Regions from separate parts of the Cricetulus griseus genome. Here region 1 is linked to region 2. Evidence: chromatin contacts called from public Hi-C data. All regions are on one chromosome and are shown on one strand. The core of a region is the stretch at or near the end of the contact, and the rest is flanking DNA. Distances in the headings are between cores, read along the strand shown.

Region 1 (3,247 bases), core at 112-2,611, 150 kb before region 2:
TAAGCTGCAGCCTTCCTCCTGCCAAGTATCTTGCCATAGTGAAACACTAAGCGCTCTAAAAATATATTATTGTGTCTTCTAAAAATCTCTGCATCTGCTGCAGATGAACTCTGGGACAGAGAAAAGTCTAGTTGATAGAAAAAACGTGAAATCATAGAGCCTTGAGCCTTAGAGACTTAAAGTGCTTGCACCTGCCTCTTTCCCCAAGTTGCCACAGGAGAAAGAGGAAAGCTGTTAAATAAGAACTGAAAGTAAAATGTCCTTACAGGTTCTTAACATGAGAAAAGAAAGCAGAGGGGCACTATGGAGGGGGTCCTGCAAGATAAGCTAAAATGGTTATGAAAATGTAGTGATTATTCTACATGCCAACCAAAAAAGCTAATGTATGTTGTATATATGTATTATAACACCTATAATGCTGTAATTGGAAATCTCCCTCATTTTAAAAAGTAAACCCAAATCCACAACTGGGATTCATAATATTTGAAATTCAGCCTTGTGACCAGCACCTCCCCACTCATGCAGTGTGCCTGCAAGCCTGAGAGCAGGCTTCTCTGCTTTTCTGCCTTTGGCCTGAGTGTGGAAAAATAAAAAAAGAGGCGGGGACATACCACGAGGGAACTGTTGTAGGAAATAATTTCAAGCTGTGAGCACATAAGAAGATTTTTAAGTGGCTCAAAGGTAGTTCAGGAAATTGATAGGTTTAGTCCTTAGTCATCTATAGTCTTGCTTCAAATCTGAGATGATATGGAGAGCAGAAACCATAGCTCTTTTAACCCAAGGGCAGGCTGTCTTTTGAGGGCTGGTGCCTCTGCATTAATCGCTTGAAAGTTTTTCATCATGAGGATGATCAGAAAAGAGCAGCTTTCCTCCTTTCCCTAAAGACACAAGTTTTATGCAGCATTCTGACTTTAAACCAATCCTCCTGCCTCTGGAGTGCTGGGGTTATAGGTATATGCCATCAGACACCATTCCCTACCCCCAAAAAACAATTTGGATCACATTAAAATAAAGATATCTTAAATTTTTAATTTTTTTTTAAATCACATTTTACCCAGGGAATTTTGGGTCAACATTTTGTGTAAGACACGTCTTGGATTGCTTTATGATGTAAGAGAGCAAAGCCTCGTTGCTATACTTCTCAAAAGTTCTGAAAGTAGATGATCCTAGCAGAGGGCTGGCATCTCACAGCTGGTGACAAGAAGAAAACTGAAGGACTGGCATACAGCTGCTGCTTACACTTGCTTGTGAGTGGCAGGTGGCCTACTCACTTCTCTGAGCCATAAGCAGAATGCTGAAGTCCTAGAAGTGGACTTCCTCTAAAGGACAATTCTAGGAAATGTGACTCATCTACTCAGGAAGTGAGCAAGGAGGAGCCCTGCAGATCAAAGAGAGGCAGCCCCATTGCTGCTCACACAGAGTCTCCTTTGCTACTCTGCTTTGCTCCAACCAGGAAGTGAGATTTTAATTACCAGGCTGCTCAGATTCACACAGAGGAGCCCTGTGGCCTTTGTAAGAAAGTGGAAAGGCAGAGGGAGGGAGCCCTGGTCTCCACACATGGGGACACTCCTGTGTTCAACTCTGTGGCCTGGGTGTGTAAGTATGTATGTGGAGGACCTTTTCATGAGAATGTGGGTCTCAGTCCACATGTGTGTTGCTGTGTGGAGGCCAGAGATCAACACTGGGTGCTTCAATTGTTCTCTATATTTTGAAACAAAGTTTCTTCCCAATTTAACTGGGTTGGCTGACCAGACCCAGGGACCCTCCTGTTTCCTCACCCGGATCCCCCAGGGCTGGGATTACAGAGATGTGAGGTGTGATGTCACATCCAGGTTTCTATAGAGGAATCTGAACTCAGGTCCTCATGCTTGTATGACAATCACTTTAGTAACTGAAACAACTCCTCAGGTCTCAGCTGTAGCTCTTTACTTAGTATAAAAGGCTCCAGAGGGCAAACGATACTTTGTGAGATTCTGTTCATGCTAGCATAACAATACACTGTTTATGGGCATGTGTTCTCTGCCGGGCATTAGTCTAGGTTAAAATGCCTAGCAGCTCTGGAATGAAGACAGTATTGCTGTCTCTACCATGGAGTTGTGCAGGTGTAATAATTCAGAATCATGAAAGTCATCAACTAGTCAAGGAAAAATGTTATTGTTTTCTTCACCAAAATTTTCTTTCTACAAAAATTGTTAGGTTGTAACAAAAGTCCTCATTCTCTGTTAAGGGATTACAAAGAACAATATGGTTTTTTGAGCTGTAATGACAGTTTCCAAATCTTCTAGTGTGTTAATGAAATCTCCTTTCTTCATTGTTTTTTCTCAGAGCTTCAGTTAGATACATGGGTTAGAATAGAGTGTTGTCATCTATGTATCCTTTGTGAAAAGTGCCATCACAAAGAAGCTGGCTGCAGACAGAAGGCAAGAGGAAAGGGACGAAACCTGAAGAGGGGTGGTTAATTCCCTCCGCCTGCAGGATGGATGCTCTGTTAATGCCTGTGGTTCAGGAGCATCGCTTCCATTAGTGCCAGTAACAACAGGCAGCATTTGTTTGTTGGGTGCTGGGCTCTGTTCTCATTCTCCATGCTTCTTAGCTCATTTACTCTGATTGCTCCATTTTACCGAAGAAATTGAGGCACATAGAATCTGAACAACTTACCCAAGGTTCCCCAAGCTTAGGTTTAAATCCAGGTTCACTGGCTCTAGAATCTTCTTTCTGAATGAGCATGCTCCACTGAGCAGCATGGAAAAGGACCGAGCAGGACAGTATAGAGCCCAATGCCTATGTGTCACTTCTGGCAAAGGAATATTTGAAGAAAACTGCTTTGTTCTCAGCACCACACAGCAATCAGCAGTTTCAACTGATTTAATTATGCCTGCTCAAACAGATTTGACTCTGGTAATGTGCTCTTCAACAGCACGAGAAAGAACTATTTCCAATAATATTTTCATGGAGAACTAAAAGAAGACTGTTATTTATCTTGAAACCATAATTTCTGGATACCCAGCAATTGCTCTGGAGGCCTGCATGGAAGCGGTTATGCAGTCATGCAGCCTGTAGCAATGCACAAATACAAACAGCTTTTCTCACTTCCCTTGCTAGAGAGGTTATGAAAAAAAAAATAACCGGATAACGGAATTCTGCCTTTAAACAGATTCCAAGAAAGAAGAAGAAGCCAAAGACCTAAGCAGAGCTGAACAGGTGGGGTAAGGGGACATGGAAGTTTTATAGGCAGCCCAAGTGAACT
Region 2 (3,614 bases), core at 918-3,417:
AATCCAGTCCTCATTTTCCACAGTGACTCATTCAGCTGGAGCCCACTGACAAAGCCACTGCACTGCTCTGGAATCAACATGCCATGTAGGGGGAAGGGCTGTGCTCCCTCCTCCCACAGGGAAATCACTTTTCTCATCATGGGCCATTCCAAGCAAACTCACAATGGTGACATTTGCTAGAATAAAAGGCTCTCAGTACACAGGATGGGTAACGTGAGGCACAGGCTAACCCCAGGAATGCTCTCTGGGAAGGACCCACAGCCTCTCATTGAAAGAGAGAATAAAGGAAGCCACAGCAGGAGAGCTAGGCCACAGAGGGTCCTGCAGCCTCAACCTTGGCAGCAACATTGCCCAGAACTGAGATGAGGTAAACACACCACTGCTTCAAAGAGGCCTGTACAGAGATGCTAACATAAACCCTTCAAGTGTTCCTAAGCCATTTCTCTTAATTGCCAGGTAAGCTGGGGATACTCTCTGCCCCAAAGAAAAACAAAAGCAAAAATACAACACAAGCTCTTGTTCCTTGTCTGTTCACAGTTGGACCCGTTTCCCAGTTCTTTTGTAATTAATTCTTTCGGTACTTCATAAATACCCCTTCAAAGTACTCCCCAAAGCAACTGTGATTGATTTTTTTTCTTCTTAATCTCAAGGGGCCTGTCTTCCCTTTCCTGGAAGCTCCATCTCCCTGGGAGAATGGAGATCCCTTAGTCCTTCCTAGTTGCTAACAGTGGAACAATAGCCTTGGGTTGAGCGGTTGCTTTCCCTTTGAAAGGTGGCAGTCGCTGGATCTAAACACTGTCTGAATCTTTTGTTCTGTGGACAGTTGCATCTCCATTTCAAGTTATATTTCACGAGTTCTTGCGGGGTGGGGGAAAGGAGCTGTGACATTGTCCAGACCAGTCACTAGAATCTTGTCCCCTGCATCAGTGCCCTAAAATCAACACAAATCTGTTTCTTCAGTGTATCTCTTAAGTTACGTAATTGCCTTTCATTTGAACTCATTCATCAAATTGGACAATTGGACTTTTTTTCCCAATACCTAATGAATTCTTGTCTGGCTCGGGTTATCTTTTAATGAATTCCACTTTCAGAAAAGGCCGTGATCATTGAGCTTGTTTTTGAAACTACCAGTGTAGTTTCCTCTTTCACCCAGAACTTAGGGTGTGGTTTCATGCAGGAAGAAGAGAAGGGAGGGAAACGCGGGAGGGAACTTTGCAAGAAAAGCCTTTCTGAGTATGTTTGCGGTCTGGGAGGGGTGGGATGTTTTCTGTGTCCCAGAGGCTTTTTCCTAAGGAGAACTCACCACACTGGTGTCTCCATAAAACAATCAAAAGAGTGGCCGTGCTCAGAGTTGGTTAAAAACTTGGGACAATGAGCTTGGAGTTCTCAGAGTCTGGAGTCAATCTCAACTAACGGTTTTCCCTGAACCGCTAGACGATCTCACCCTCAGGGCTGGGTGAGTCATCACCACTGACTCAGCGACCCCACCCTGGTCCCCTGGGCTTTACTCCAGAGGCCTTGGATCCTGGCCCTCTGGAGTTGGATTGAGTCCGTTAGATCCCAGGATACGACCACCCAAAACATGCCCTCTACAAAGTGTCCAAGAGCCCGGCCCTGAACCTGGTATCCTAGGCTAAGTGCTTCTCCGCCCCACACCCCAATCTCAGGCCCTCTTTGTTTCTCTCCCCGCCTTCCGATCTGCAGGACCGCTTTTGCTGGCTCTTCCTGCTCCTCTGTTCACAGGTCTTCCCACCCACCCAGTCCCAGAAGACCGCAGCGCCGAGACCGCGCCCCTCCCACCGGCGCGCCTTGTCCCACGCCCCTTTGGCACAGTGCCAGGGACCACTTCGCTCAACTTTCCGGAGTTCCCCTTCCCCCACACATCCATCCCTCGATCCCTCCCTCCTTTCTTAGAACCCAGGCGTGAGCAGAGAATTTGTGTGATCATCCAGAAAGCCCCTGAAAGTCCTAGCCCTGTCTAAGAAGTAAGGGGACTGTGTCGGATCACCGACGGCCCTGGAAGAAGGCTCCAGGGAGCCCCCCTCCCCTCCTCCCCCTCCCGCCTTCCTCACTTCTCTCTGGGTGCCCATTGGTTGGCGCGCCCCGCGGCTAGGATGACAGTGGGAGGGGACCCTCTTTCCCAACAGTGTTATAAAAGCAGCGCCCTTGGCGGGGTCCGGTCCTCTGCCACTCTTGCTCGGGGACCCCAGAGACAGCAGCGCTCCCACGGTTCGCCTGCACCGTGCCCTCGCTCTCCTATCGGAGCCAGTCCTTGCAGCTGCAGCAGCCTAGCCCACCTTCGCCCTCGAAACCATGTCCACCAGGTCCGTGTCCTCGTCCTCTTACCGCAGGATGTTCGGTGGTCCCGGCACCTCGAGCCGGCCGAGCTCCAATCGGAGCTATGTGACCACGTCCACCCGCACCTACAGCCTGGGCAGCGCGCTGCGCCCCAGCACCAGTCGCAGCCTCTATTCCTCATCCCCTGGTGGCGCCTATGTGACCCGATCCTCTGCGGTGCGCCTGCGGAGCAGCATGCCGGGCGTGCGGCTGCTGCAGGATTCGGTGGACTTCTCGCTGGCGGACGCCATTAACACCGAGTTCAAGAACACCCGCACCAACGAAAAGGTAGAACTGCAGGAGCTGAATGACCGCTTCGCCAACTACATCGACAAGGTGCGCTTTCTGGAGCAGCAGAACAAAATCCTGCTAGCCGAGCTCGAGCAGCTCAAGGGCCAGGGCAAGTCGCGCCTGGGCGACCTCTATGAGGAGGAGATGCGGGAGCTGCGCCGGCAGGTGGATCAGCTCACCAATGACAAGGCACGCGTCGAGGTGGAGCGTGACAATCTGGCAGAGGACATCATGCGGCTGCGAGAGAAGTAAGGCATGATCCACGCGAGTGGTGGGGCTCTGGGAGGGAGAAGAGTCCTGGGCCCTGCTCGAGGGCTGCCACGCCCTTGGGGATGTGGCCGGGGTGGTGGTTGTCTGGAGGATAGCAGAGGAAGCGGCCCCACCCTGAACCTAAACTTTGCAGTGAACATTTCCCTTCTGGCTCCACTCGAGCTTTTCACCTGAACTTTTAAAAAAGTTTTCTAGCCCCTTCTGGTGGCAGGAAGAGAGGATGAGTGTGAAGGATCTGAGACAAAGAGACGGCAGAGGCGGCTGGGATGCTGGGACTGAGGTTCCTTGTGCAGGTCTAGGGAAGGGCAGTGATTGTCTTTTTAGGCTGTGCCCCAACTCCAGCTAACACCTGCTGAGGGCAGGGAGCTCGACAAAGCTGTTGTCGCTGGTGTGGGTGGAGGTGTCACAGCAGCTCTGGCCTCCTGGCTTGGCTGCGATGTGGTTGGGTGTGGCCGCCCCGCCCCTGGTGGTTTCCCAGTTCCACTCTGCTTAATGTACTACTGCTTCAGATTGCAGGAGGAGATGCTCCAGAGAGAGGAAGCCGAGAGCACCCTGCAGTCCTTCAGACAGGTTTGTAGCCAACAGCCCCACCCACCCAAACCACTCGCAGTTCTAAAAGTTACTTCACCCAGGATTTAAAGGTGCAAAACTTCAAGTCTGCCTGTAAAGCCCCTGGTGGCAGAAAGTCCACATATTGAAAAACTCCACTGTTTAGG

The links. A called contact is a pair of places that touch in the nucleus more often than the background predicts.
Region 1: a Hi-C map of the CHO-K1 cell line shows a contact between it and region 2, with 6 times the contacts expected there. The contact joins the enhancer-like site here to the promoter of Vim in region 2. A contact is called at or near these places in 3 of 8 Hi-C or Micro-C datasets (the CHO-K1 cell line and fibroblasts).

What each region holds. Positions count from the first base shown.
Region 1 is chr3:219,128,370-219,131,616 of CriGri-PICRH-1.0, reverse strand. The region is part of intron 27 of Cubn (cubilin); the gene reads right to left. Among named protein-coding and RNA genes, the nearest start is that of Cubn, 69 kb to the right of the region's middle. Within about 2 kb of position 1,361, at least 3 of the 6 cell types and tissues checked have open chromatin away from gene starts, as enhancers often do. A contact at or near this core is called in the CHO-K1 cell line, where this site is marked.
Region 2 is chr3:218,983,135-218,986,748 of CriGri-PICRH-1.0, reverse strand. It overlaps Vim (vimentin), which reads left to right and starts at 2,167. Exons shown (of 9, transcript XM_027405246.2): 1 at 2,167-2,876; 2 at 3,408-3,468. The coding sequence starts at 2,314.